Regions from separate parts of the Mus musculus genome. Here region 2 is linked to region 1. A link is a contact called in public HiChIP or PLAC-seq data. All regions are on one chromosome and are shown on one strand. The core of a region is the stretch at or near the end of the contact, and the rest is flanking DNA. Distances in the headings are between cores, read along the strand shown. Region 1 has its middle 18 kb from the start of Bak1. Region 2 holds the start of Nudt3 (nudix (nucleotide diphosphate linked moiety X)-type motif 3).

The links. HiChIP or PLAC-seq counts read pairs in DNA pulled down with a chosen protein or histone mark.
Region 2: an H3K4me3 HiChIP or PLAC-seq map of bone marrow-derived macrophages shows a contact between it and region 1, with 11 times the contacts expected there. The contact joins the promoter of Nudt3 here to the enhancer-like site in region 1. A contact is called at or near these places in 6 of 39 promoter capture datasets (the C10 cell line, embryonic stem cells, hippocampal neurons and 2 more), 1 of 15 datasets of contacts at CTCF or cohesin (the NIH/3T3 cell line), 2 of 484 Hi-C or Micro-C datasets (embryonic stem cells and large pre-B cells), 15 of 115 datasets of contacts at active chromatin or transcription factors (SST interneurons, bone marrow-derived macrophages, craniofacial prominence and 12 more) and 2 of 9 other capture datasets (embryonic stem cells and liver).

The regions. Positions count from the first base shown.
Region 1 is chr17:27,008,177-27,013,776 of GRCm38.p6, forward strand. No RefSeq gene overlaps it. Among named protein-coding and RNA genes, the nearest start is that of Bak1, 18 kb to the right of the region's middle. Within about 2 kb of position 3,940, at least 126 of the 459 cell types and tissues checked have an H3K27ac peak or open chromatin away from gene starts, as enhancers often do. A contact at or near this core is called in SST interneurons, bone marrow-derived macrophages, effector CD8 T cells and 3 more, where this site is marked.
Region 2 is chr17:27,621,827-27,627,927 of GRCm38.p6, forward strand. It overlaps Nudt3 (nudix (nucleotide diphosphate linked moiety X)-type motif 3), which reads right to left and starts at 1,626. Exons shown (of 5, transcript NM_019837.2): 1 at 1,261-1,626. The coding sequence starts at 1,359.

The DNA.
Region 1 (5,600 bases), core at 2,690-5,189:
AGTCAATTCCCTCACTGGTATTAAAACCTGCTTCTTCTGAGGATTCTGGCATATACAGAAGACCGGCTGAGACATCCAGCCTTGTGCACTGAGCAGTCACTGGATTCTTGGACTTTCTATTGGTAGAGAGCCCTTGTTGGATTGGCTGGACCACAGGCTATAAGCCATCCTAATAAATCCTCCCCCCTTATGAAAAAAAATTCACTCTGTAAGTTCTGTTACTCTAGAGAACCCTAATACACATACTCTCGCTGCCCTGGCAATAAAGGTCAAAGTCTACCATTATGCAGATAGCCTTCTAGGCTCAGCGCAAAATGGGGAACTTCCTTCACTAGCAGGGCTTCCTCAAACACTTCCCACACTAATGAGGCATCCCTGTATCTTAAGCCTTTAGCCAAGCACCTTTGCTCATCCTGGGTATTCTGACTTCCACCCCCCAAATTAGGTAATGCTTGAATCACCCCAAGTAAAGTGATCTCCCCAAGCTGGACCTGGTGTCCTCATTACAGTGTGCTTCCGAACGCTGCCGCACCCCCAACATCTGTAGTCTCTGCTTCATTTGCCTTTGTGGACTGGTACTGTTGACAATTCCCTGGGGCAGGGAGGGTCGCATACCCTCCTCTGTGTGTGTGTGTGTGTGTGTGTGTGTGTGTGTGTGAGAGAGAGAGAGAGAGAGAGAGAGAGAGAGAGAGAGAGTTGAAACAAGGTTTCTCTACACAGACCTGGATGCCCTGTAACTCACTATGTGACCAGAATGGACTTGAACTCAGAGAGATTCCCCTGCCTCAAATTCCCCTGTCTCTGCCTTCTGGGTGCTGGGATTAAAGGTGTGTGCCACTACGTCCAGCCATTTTATTATTTTTGTGCGTATGGGCAGGAGGTGGGGACAGGGGCAGTGGGCAGAGGCCAGAAGAAAGTGTGGAGTTGGAGTTAGAGGTAACTGTGAGCCGGTTGGTGGATATTGTCAGACTTTCTTGACCTAACAACTCCCAATGAAGACAGAGACTTACTATTACTTATTAAAGTTCAGGCCTTAGCTGGCTACCTCCCAACTCACTTGTTTAACTCAGTTAACCTGGTCTACACTAGCCCACGCTTGCCCTGTGGCCAGTTAGCTCTCACTATGTCCCGGTATGTCCGACTTCCTCCGTGTCTGGCTAACAAATCCCTCCAAATTCTTCCCACAGTTCCAGTCTCTACTGTTTTGCCTTTCCTCTGGAGGGCTCTGCTATAAGTCACCAGTTTTTTTTTATCAAATCAATCGGAAGGTGATGGAGAAAAATATTTACGAAATATGACGCAAGTGCTAAGCAATTGGAATAACAACACCAAAGATCAGACAGTACTGAACACTCCGCCCGTACAGAAATCAACATTTGAATAATATGAAGACAAGCTTTACCCAGAGCACAAGAGGGCGATCCCAACAGGTGTGGGTGCTGGGAACTGAACACTTCGAGGAGCAGTGAGTGTTCTGAACTTCAGAGCTGTGCCTCCTGCCCCTGAAAAGCAGGCTACCTGGGCAGGTCTGGCAGCCTCTTAGCCACTTCCTGATGTAAGCGTTGTTCAGCCATTTCTACATGGGCTTGGCCCTGGGGTAGAGGAACCATTTCAGACCTGTTAACACAACACACAGAGATCCCCCACCCTCTTATCAAGGGCAAGCTCCCTGGTCTCCAAAACTGCTTCACAGAAACCTCATTCAACCCTCTCCAGCCCTGCCTGTAGTGAGAATTCTGGAATTGTGGTTTAAAAAACAAACAAACAACAAACAAAACAAAACAAGACCCAAATATTATACGAATATGGTTTTGTTTTAACCCAGGTGTGGGGAAATGGGGCTGCTTCGCAGCAGCTGACTGTGATTTATGCCGTGCTCCACCAGAGGCACGGTTTTGCCAGCTGCAGACAGTGTCTGAGATTGTGTGATGTTTGGGATTGTGTAGATAAATGGTAGGACCCCCACCTCCATCCCCGCCCACTGCAAGGTGGAGAGTGGTGGTTGGTGGTCATTTGGGGGAGGGAGGTTGGTTTCAGTGTGTTAGTGGTCATGCTCAAAGAAGAAACAAGAAGAAGGAAATTAGATTTAAGGATCTCTGTCTTCCCCCTCCTCCTCCCCCCCCCCCCCCGCATTCTTCTTTCTCTCCTATCTAGTGATGGGGGGAGGGTGAAACTGGGGGATAAAGGATGGGAAGAAGGACACTTTTACCCTCTTTGGACACCCCGTGGCCACACACACAAGGTGCCTCTTTCTGTGATGGCTCATCCCATTCTTCCTCTAGGTCGGCTCAGATGCTCAAGTTTGACGAGTATGTGTGTGTGAGTATGTGTGTGTACGCTCAAGTGCCATCGTGATTAGAGGACCACTTATGGGGGTCAGCTGTCTCTTAATAAGGATTCTGGGGCTTGGAGGCAAATATCTTTCCCCACGAATCACCCCATGCTCTTCCTTGTTTTTTACATGTTTAGGCGGGCATGGCTTTGGCTGTCCTGGAATTCTCTGTGTAGACCAGGCTGGCCTTAAACTCACAGAGAGCCCCCTGCCTCAGTTATCTGGATGCTGGGATCACAGGAGTGTGTGACTTTGTGGCACAGCACACCAGCATCAGTTCTGATGGTGCAGGTGAGGGCTGGAGCAGGGAGCAGGAGGGGGTCCTTGCATTATAGAATCGTAGGCTACTGGGAGCCATGACGGGACTGTAGCTCTGTTGGTGGAGCAGCTACTTGTAGTGCACAAAGCCTGGATCTGGTTTTCAGGATTCGGTAAGACTCAGCAAGATGGCACCCAAAGAGGGCGCTGACAGTGTTCCACCTCAGCAACTGGGCTTGGTGCCGCATGCCTTTAATCCCGGCACTCGGGAGGCAGTGGCAAGCAGATTTCTGAGTTTCACAGGGTTTCTCTGTGTAGCCCTGGCTGTCCTGGAACTCACTCTGTAGACCAGGCTGGCCTCGAACTCAGAAATCTGCCTGCCTCTGCCTCCCAAGTGCTGGGATTAAAGGTGTGCGCCCCCACGCCTGGCTGGGGGTTTTTTGTTTGTTTGTTTGTTTTTGTTTTTGTTTTTTCGGCCCAGCACACTTACAGACAGTCCCTCAGATGCTGACGTCTGGCCTTAGGACCAATCAGGAACGTCTGAGTTCTCCAGTCCAGCGTGCTTCCTCGTGGGGGAACAATGTGAGACAACTTGCAGGATGATTTTACTTACTTGCCAGATAGACTTCCCATAAATTGGCATGCTGGTTAATTTTAACAGCTTGGAAGTTACATAAACGGCCAACAATAGAGAATCGGTTAAGAATAAAATTCATTATAGTTCCTAAGTATAATGTAAAACTACGTAAAGAACACTAAAAAAAAAAAAGTGTTCTTGTTGGGTGTGGTGCCTATGATCTAGGTGCTCAGGTAAGAGGTAGATAGGATGGAAGAGTTCAAGGCTAGCCTGAGCTACATAATGTGACCAGGACAAGCTGGCCTATAGAGTGAGACCTTGGAGAGAGAGAGAGAGAGGGAGAGAGAGAGAGAGCACCAGGCATGGTAGTGCACACCTTTAATCCCAACGCTTGTGATGCAGAGGCAGGTGAATCTCTGAGAATTTGAGGCCAGCCTTGGCTACAGGGCAAGTTTCAGGAGAGCCAGGGCCACAGAGAAAGAGCTTGTATCTAAAAGCCAAAATAACAAGATAAAAGTGAAAGGGTAGATATTGCCAAAAGAGAAGGTCCCAAAAGGAAGATGGTTTCCCTTTGGAGACATCACAGTGCCTTAGTATAGACTCGGAACTGTCACCAAACACCCAAAAGAAGCAAACTGGGAAAGCTAAATTCTGGATCGGGGTTCGAGAGATGCAGCCCACCCTGGCAGTGGGATGGCCTCACCACCACAGCAGGTGCCACGTGAAGCAGCAGGTCATATCAGGAAGTAGGGATCTAGGGCAGGAAGTAGAGCCTGCCTGCCCATCACCCTGAAGCCCCACCCACACCCAGGGTGGCCAGCTAGACCTCTCTTTCCTCCACAGTTTGAAACAGCGCCACCTGACAGAAATAGGGACTTCTGGTGGAGACTTTAAGAACATGCAGGCACAATAAGTGGTGGTTGTAGTGGGGGTGGGGGGTGGGAGATTTACAGCTCAAGACATAAGGACGGGGCAGCAAAACAGGAAGGAAGGAGCCGTGCTTCTCATCCACGTGCGGATGTGTGTGTGTGTTTGTGTGTGTGTGTGTGTGTGTGTGTGTGTGTGTGTGTGTGTGTGTTTCTGATGGGGTCTCCTGTCACCAGGGTGCCTCCAACTCATGCGTAGCTAAGGATAGCCTTGAATTACTGATCCTTTGATGAGTTGGTTGCTGTGGCTTACCACAGAAACCCTGGTTACAGTAGAGAGGAGCTGATGTGAGCAGTGAGCATTATTAGGAAAGACCCCACGACCTTGGGCAGCTCTGACTGGTGTTAGAGTTGGGGCGCTGCGTTATCAACAGCGCGCTATTGTATTTTTAAAGCTTATTTTGTTTTTAATTATGTGCGCATGTGGGCGCAGACACCCTCAGAGGTCAGAAGAGGGAGTCAGAGCCCCTGGAGCTGGGGGTACAAGGCAGCTGTGACCCCCCTAATGTGCATGCAGGGAACTGAAGTCAGGACCTTCACAATCGCTCTTAACTGCAGCCGATTCTCCACACTCACAATGGAGTCTTGAAGGGACAGAGAGCCTTTAATTCTGAAAGATGAAAGGGGTTTCCGACCCATAAGGTTCCGAGTAAGAGGAGGCGATCTCACATCACGTGATTTAGCCCAGCCTAGCCCACGGGCCAGGAGTCACAAGGCAAGAGAACAGTAGACAAAAGTCAAGTTATAATTCGAGGTTGTCCTCAGTGTAAGTGTCAGGGAGGCTGGGCTTGTTCACAGCTGCAAGTGGGAGGGAGATGACTGAGCTCCGGGAAAGCTGTGAGCCCATTTATCAACCCTGTCCCAGCAGAGGCTGCTGGAGGGGAGGGCCTGATTTCTGAGAGAGAGAAAGGCAGTGAGGAAATCTCTTATCCAACACAGAGACTACATGCAGGCACCACCTTCATGCTCAGAATGTTCTATTTTTGAGACAGCATTGAATGCTGTAGTCCAGGCTGGGCTGGGATTCACAATCCTGCCTCAGTCTCTCAAATAACAGGCTAGCATCCTTCCTTCCTTCCTTCCTTCCTTCCTTCCTTCCTTCCTTCCTTCCTTCCTTCCTCCCTCCCTCCCTCCCTCCCTCCCTTCTTCCCTTCCTTTCATCCTTTCTGTTTATGAGACAGGGTCTCACTATGTGGTGTTGGCTTGGCTGGCCTAGGGCTCACTATGTATATGTAGACCAGCCTGGCCTTGAACTCAGAGATTTGCCTGCATTTGGCTTCTGAGTGTTGGGATTAAAGTCATGCACCACCATGTCCAGCTTTCTTTCTTTTTAAAGATGTATTTATATCTGTGGGTATCTGCAGGTGTGTGACCATGCCTGAGCAGGCCAGAAGTGTGTTAGATCCCCTGGAGCTGTAGTTACAGGTAGTTGGGAACCCAACTTAGGTGCTCTGCAGGGTCAAGTGCTGTCAGCCATCTCTCCTGCTCCTGGTGGGCACCGGGAATG
Region 2 (6,101 bases), core at 376-2,875, 610 kb after region 1:
GCAGTGAGGCATGTCATTATGCTAATTCCTTTTCCTCCCGCTAACAGCCCAGATCCCATCTGACTTCCCATATGATAATGAAGAAAACAAAGCTTCTAGAACAGCCTTCACCATAGACAGTTTTACCTCACGTATTCCAAAGCCAGCGCATCATTTAAAACTTGACCTTGCTTACTTACAAAGCGCGTCTTTCGGGGACCTTTGGTAATGAAGGAAAGTAACAAAGTATACATTTCCAAAACTCCTGTTTTGCAATCCCTCAACAGCACAAAGAATGCTTTCACGGATTTTCTTCAGGCCGTCATTTCATTTAAATTCCCCCTCCTCCTCCTCCTCTTCCTCCTCCTGAGTATCTACCGGACAGTGATTCCTGGTAGTCCATCCTCCCTTTCATCAGAGCCTTTCATAACTAACGGGTCAAGTTCCTGTCGCCCATTTCAACACGATGCACCGTACTGCAGGCTTGCCACCCCAGCCCACCGCCGAGGGCCGGGATAAAACATACTCAGTTTCACTGCCCTTCATTGTTTTCAAGCGAACTGCCATCTTACCACCATGCACACACACGACAGCAATGTGTCCCCACAGGCATTTTATGAATTTCCAAAGCAGCTATTCTTTGTGGATTTACAAACCACGCGCCTTTCATGAATCTCGCTTCATCACCACAGAAACGGCTTTGTGAAGCCGAAAAAAAAATTTTTTTTTAAGTTCCTTAAGGAAAAAGGAACAAGACTCTAAAACGTTCTATTATCCTAGCTTACCCTACGACTCATCCTATTGGGCACAGCAGAGAAACGTCGGGACAGAGATCTTCATAAATACAGCTTTTGATGGTCGTGAAGTGTTCCGGTCAATATGAATAACAACCTCGACGACAACCGTGTCCAGTGCCCTTTCTTTTCAGGCTCCAACCATACGGACTCAGCAGCTCAACGTTAGAATCGAACGGCTGGCCCCGGCTTGTCGCTGCCAGTGCTCGCCCGCAGCCACCTCCCCTCGGCCAGCAGCAACCCTGCGGGGAGGGAGGGAGGGAGGGAGCGGCCCTCCGCTCCGCCACAAAGGCCGGCCTGCGCCCCATGCACGTGTGCCGAGCGCCGAGCTGCCTAGCCACTGCCCCGGGCGAACGGCGGCCAACCCCCGACGGCCCGCCGCGGGATGGCATCCCGCTGCCCCGGGCCCTCTCCACTCCGCTCCCCACCCCCCCTTCTCCCCAGGAAACCCCGTCGGGCGCCGCCGACCCCCGGCAGGGCGCCTCACCTCCTCCTCGCTCTCGCTGCGGAAGCACAGGCACGCGGCCCGCTTCTTGTAGCCGTCGCCGTCGTAGGTGCGGGTCTGGTTCGACTTGAGCTTCATCATCCTCCGGGCCCGGGTGGGGGGTGCCGTGCGGGGCCTCGGAGTCCAGGGAAGGGGAGCCTGCTGCAGGCGGGCGGCCGCGCGCGCGCGCGCCCCAGGCTCGATCGAGAGGGCGGGGAGGAGGGTCTGTGTGTCCGCTACACGGCTCCGCGGCGGGACAGCCTCATTGCCCCCGGCCCAGGCCCTGCGCCGCCGTCACGGCCGCCGTCGCCACCGCCACCGCCCCCTCTACCGCCGCCGCCCCCGACGACGACCGCGCCGCCATTTTGGACGCGCTGCGTCAGCTGCGTAAGGCACGCGGGCTCGCCGGACGGCCGCGCGTGCGCAGCGCGGACGGCGTTCCGGAATCGCGCCCGGCGCGGGAGAGCGTCTGCACTGAAGGCCGCGGAAGCTGGCGCGGCTGCTACGCAGACAGCGTAGGGCTGGGGATGGCGGAAGCCGGGTGAGGCGCGGCGCGTGGGCACCACCCGCGACCCCACGGTCCCGGGCGCCGCTGGGCAGAGAGCAGGGGCCCGCCCAAGGTCACCGGCTGAGCGGCCCAGCCCGATCCAAGGTCGCGCCGCTCAGATGACAGGGAGAGTGACAGCGCCGCTCTGCTGTCCCTCGCCGCAGACTGTCAACCTTAGCTGCTGGGGATCAGGAGTGGGGCGGGGCGGGGCTGCTCTTTGCGGTCAGTTGGTAGCTGTCTGGACATATGTGCGTCCTGCAGCCATTTGTGCAAAAAAGGCAAAAGCTGCCACTTGCCTGGCGACATGCTTGAGGGACTGGGTTCGAACCTCAGCACTGCAAAAAAGAAAATAAAAAAGGAAGGAAAGAAAAGAGAGAACGCCATCCTCTTAAACAGGAGCAGAAAGGGAGAGACTGTAAGAGTGTGCACAGCACACGTACGTAAATCATGAAATATGGTTTCTGGCCGTGACTATAACACTGGGATGACCCTCTTAGAGGACGTGAAAGTGGGCTACAGCGTTCCTGCAACAAAACGGGCACCATTACCGTGTGCTAAACGTTTAGAAAATTCTGTCAAGATATTCAAGATTTATAAATAAATCCCAAAGCGCACAGCGTACGTTTGTGGGGACAGGTGTGTGCGCCATGATTGCTTCTGTGAGGTCAGAGGGCAACTTAAACGAATCCATTTTCTCCCACCACAGAGGACCAGGAGACTGAATTTAAGTGGTCAGGCCTGGCTGCAAATGACCTTTCTGGGATATCTGACGGGTCCCCGTTACCTGTTTTAATCATCTTGTATGTAGTATACTTCATTAATAATCTAGAGGGGCCCAAGAGATGTGTCAGTTTAAAAGGGCACTGGCCATGGAGCCTGACCACCTGAGCTAGATCCCTGGCACACATAGCGAAAGGAGAGAACCAACTCCCACAAGCTTCACCGCTACATGTGCTCTATGACATATGTGTCCACACATATTCTAACTTCTTTAAAAACTAAATGAAGGGGCTGGAGGGATGGCTCAGTGATTAAGAACACTGGCTGTTCTTCCAGAGGACCCTGATTCAATTCCCAGTATATGGTAGTTCACATGGTACCATACAGAGTAGCTCACAACTGTCTGTTGGCTCCTTCACACAGATATATATACAGCCAAAACACCAATAAAGTAAAAATGTAAAAAGTCTGGCTGAAAAGGTGCCTCAGGGATAGGAGCGCCTGAAAATGTCCAAGTGTCCAGGAAGCAGAAAGCACTGGGCGTTATCAGTAATAGCTAAATACAATTTAAAACTGAAATTTGCCTAGTTTGTATGAAACTCTAGATTCCAAATTAACTAGGCAATGGCAGTAATCCAAGCACTGTGGAGACAGAGGCAGGAAAATCAAGAATTCAAGGCCATCTGTGGTTACACAGCAAGTTTGAGGTTAGCCTAGGCTACATGAAACCCCGTCCCAAAGGGGCTCAGCAGTTAAGAACACTTACTAGTCTTGAAGAAGATCCCAGTCTGGTCCTTAGTACCCATATGAGGTGGCTCCCCACCACCTGTAACTCCAGTCTCAACACCTGGATTCTGTAGGCACTGCACACAGACAGACATAACAAACTAGAATTATGCCTATTGATGCTTCTTGTGGATACTCTTCAGAATTTGAGAGTCCCATTTGATTTATAGCTTCCATAAATGTTGCTTTACCCAGGACCCTTCTTAGTCCCTTGCTGAGCCTGGTGTAACCTTGGTGGGGACAAAGTGACAGGGTTCCTGCCCCTGGGACAGGGCCCCGGTGTGAGCCTTCATGAATGTCAATGACTGCTGTGGACTTAAGGCTTATCTGTGTAATAACATGCATATTTTCTGGAACCAGTACTAGCAGTGGAAGACTCTTTCCTTCCAAGGGATGTCCTCCCTGCTAACGTTAATGACTCCATGATAATTAGAAACAGCACAAGCCCGGGAGTTGAGGGTGTGGCTATGTCTTAACAAAATAGTAAACAGTGGGGCCTTCAGGACAGCCCTTAAGGCTACGGGAAAGAGCTCTAAATACAAGACTTAAAAATATATAATTTCTCAACTATGCAAAGGGAATTACATGAGGAGCCTCACGAATCTAAAGGAACAAAAGCAGCTACACTCTAAGCCAACTGGGTAAAAAAATTACTAAGGAAGGAGATAAAGAGATTTAGGGAGTGGTAACCAAAGGAGATCCCACCCAACTAAGTTTTTTGTTCATGCTTACAAAGGCAGATGGATTCCTGAGTTCAGGGTGAGTCTAGGACTGAGCAAAGTTATGCCTTGGTATGGTGGAAATGGTATCTTCAGGGCAGGGCACCCAACTACCTTATTGTCTGTGCTTAACCAAGGCAGACAGATCTCTGAGATCTCTTGCTTTGAGCAAAGGTACACTTGCTTCTCCTAAGGATCAAAGGGCTGTGTGCTTGGATGCTGATTCGTAGGATCAACAAAAGGACTCCTGGAGCAGATGACTGGATTGATCTGTGTGTAAATAGAACCCTGGGCTTTGACGTGCCGGAGATGAGCTAGTGGGAAGCAATAGCAGTTCTTCTTTAGTTTTTGAAATCTCTGGAGAGCAAAAACAGCTCTTCAAGAATTTTCTCTAAGGCTGGGCGTGGTAGCGCACGCCTTTGATCCCAGCACTTGGGAGGCAGAGGCTGGCGGATTTCTGAGTTCGAGGCCAGCCTGGTCTACAGAGTGAGTTCCAGGACAGCCAGGGCTACACAGAGAAATCCTGTCTCGAAAAACCAAAAAAAAAAAAAAGAATTTTCTCTAACAGGATTTCTAACTTGGTTAGGGATCCAATAAATTTTTTATAGCAGCCTTTCTGACCTTGGTCAGAAAAGCCATGAGCTACCTAGATAGCTTTTAGAATTTTTACTTACAGAGAGAGCTGTATCAACCAAAGAGTTTTTAGAATAGCAAGAAAAAGCTGTCTATTGCAGAGCAGAACACAGAGAGAGAGAGAGAGAGAGAGAGAGAGAGAGAGAGAGAGAGGTCTGGAAAGCCATCGCAAAAGGCTTGGACCCAGCGACTTCGAGCCCTTTCTTTGCAAGGCTCCCTAACACCCATTTGTTCTCTCGGGAACGCCTCTCCATGTGGCTTGGTCTCCTCTCCCATTGCATATTTCGTCCTATTTAAAGATGCTGCCCTTTTTCTCACAATGGCCTCTTTGATGTGTCAGTCAAGCAGGCAAGGCTTGTTTCTCCAGTAACTGTTCCTCTGGAACTGGGCCACACATTTATCACACACAGGCTTCCAATAAAGCAGTCCCTAACAGCCATGGACTAGGGGCTTCCACAGGCTGGGACTGCCAAACACGACCTCTCATCCTTCTTTCTCCCCAGCAATGGCCCCATTCTGTCCTAGCTTCCTCCCTCCCTTTCTTGCTGAGTTTCTTGCAGTGCCTCACCATGACCACTCAGCAGCTGGTGCAGCCAATGGGCAGCCTGACAGTCTGTGAGGATAGCAGTTCATGCTCTCATTACCCTGGTGGCCCAGACCTGTAATCCCAGCACCTCTCTAGAGAAGTACAGGGAGGAGGCTAGCAAGTTCAGGGTCAGTGTGTATGAGCCACCCCTCCAGCCCTTTCAATTTTTTTTTAAGATGACCTATGACCTTTAAGATTTATTTAAAGCCGGGCATGGTGGTGCACGCCTTTAATCCCAGCACTTGGGAGGCAGAGGCAGGCGGATTTCTGAGTTCCAGGCTAGCCTGGTCTACAGAGTGAGTTCCAGGACAGCCAGAGCTACACAGAGAAACCCTGTCTTGAAAAATCAAAAATAAAAAAAAAGATTTATTTATATGAGTACACTATAGCTGTCTTCAGACACACCAGAAGAGGGTGTCAGATCCCATTACAGATGGTTGTGAGCCACCATATGGGATTTGAACTCAGGACCTCTGGAAGAGCAGCCAGTGCTCTTAACTGCTGAGCCATCTCTCCAGCCTGAAGGGGGCAGTCAAGCGTGCACACGTGGAGGTCAAAGGACGGCTCCACAAGCTGACAAGCTGGTTCTCTCCTGGCACCGAGTGAGCCTGAGGTGAGCTGAGCCTCTCTGGCTTGGCAGTGAACCCCATCATCTCACTGCCCTTTTGTTATTTGTCTCTTACTGTCTTAAAACCACCCTCCTTAAGTGACCTCACCTAAGTCTGCCCTGCCCAACTTCACTGCCTGACCCCCTGCCCTCGAGTTTTGTAAGTTTGGATAACACCTGGTCTTTGCTGTTACAAAGCAGGTTTTTCAGTTTGGGTTTTTGTTTTTGACACAGGGTTTCTCTGTG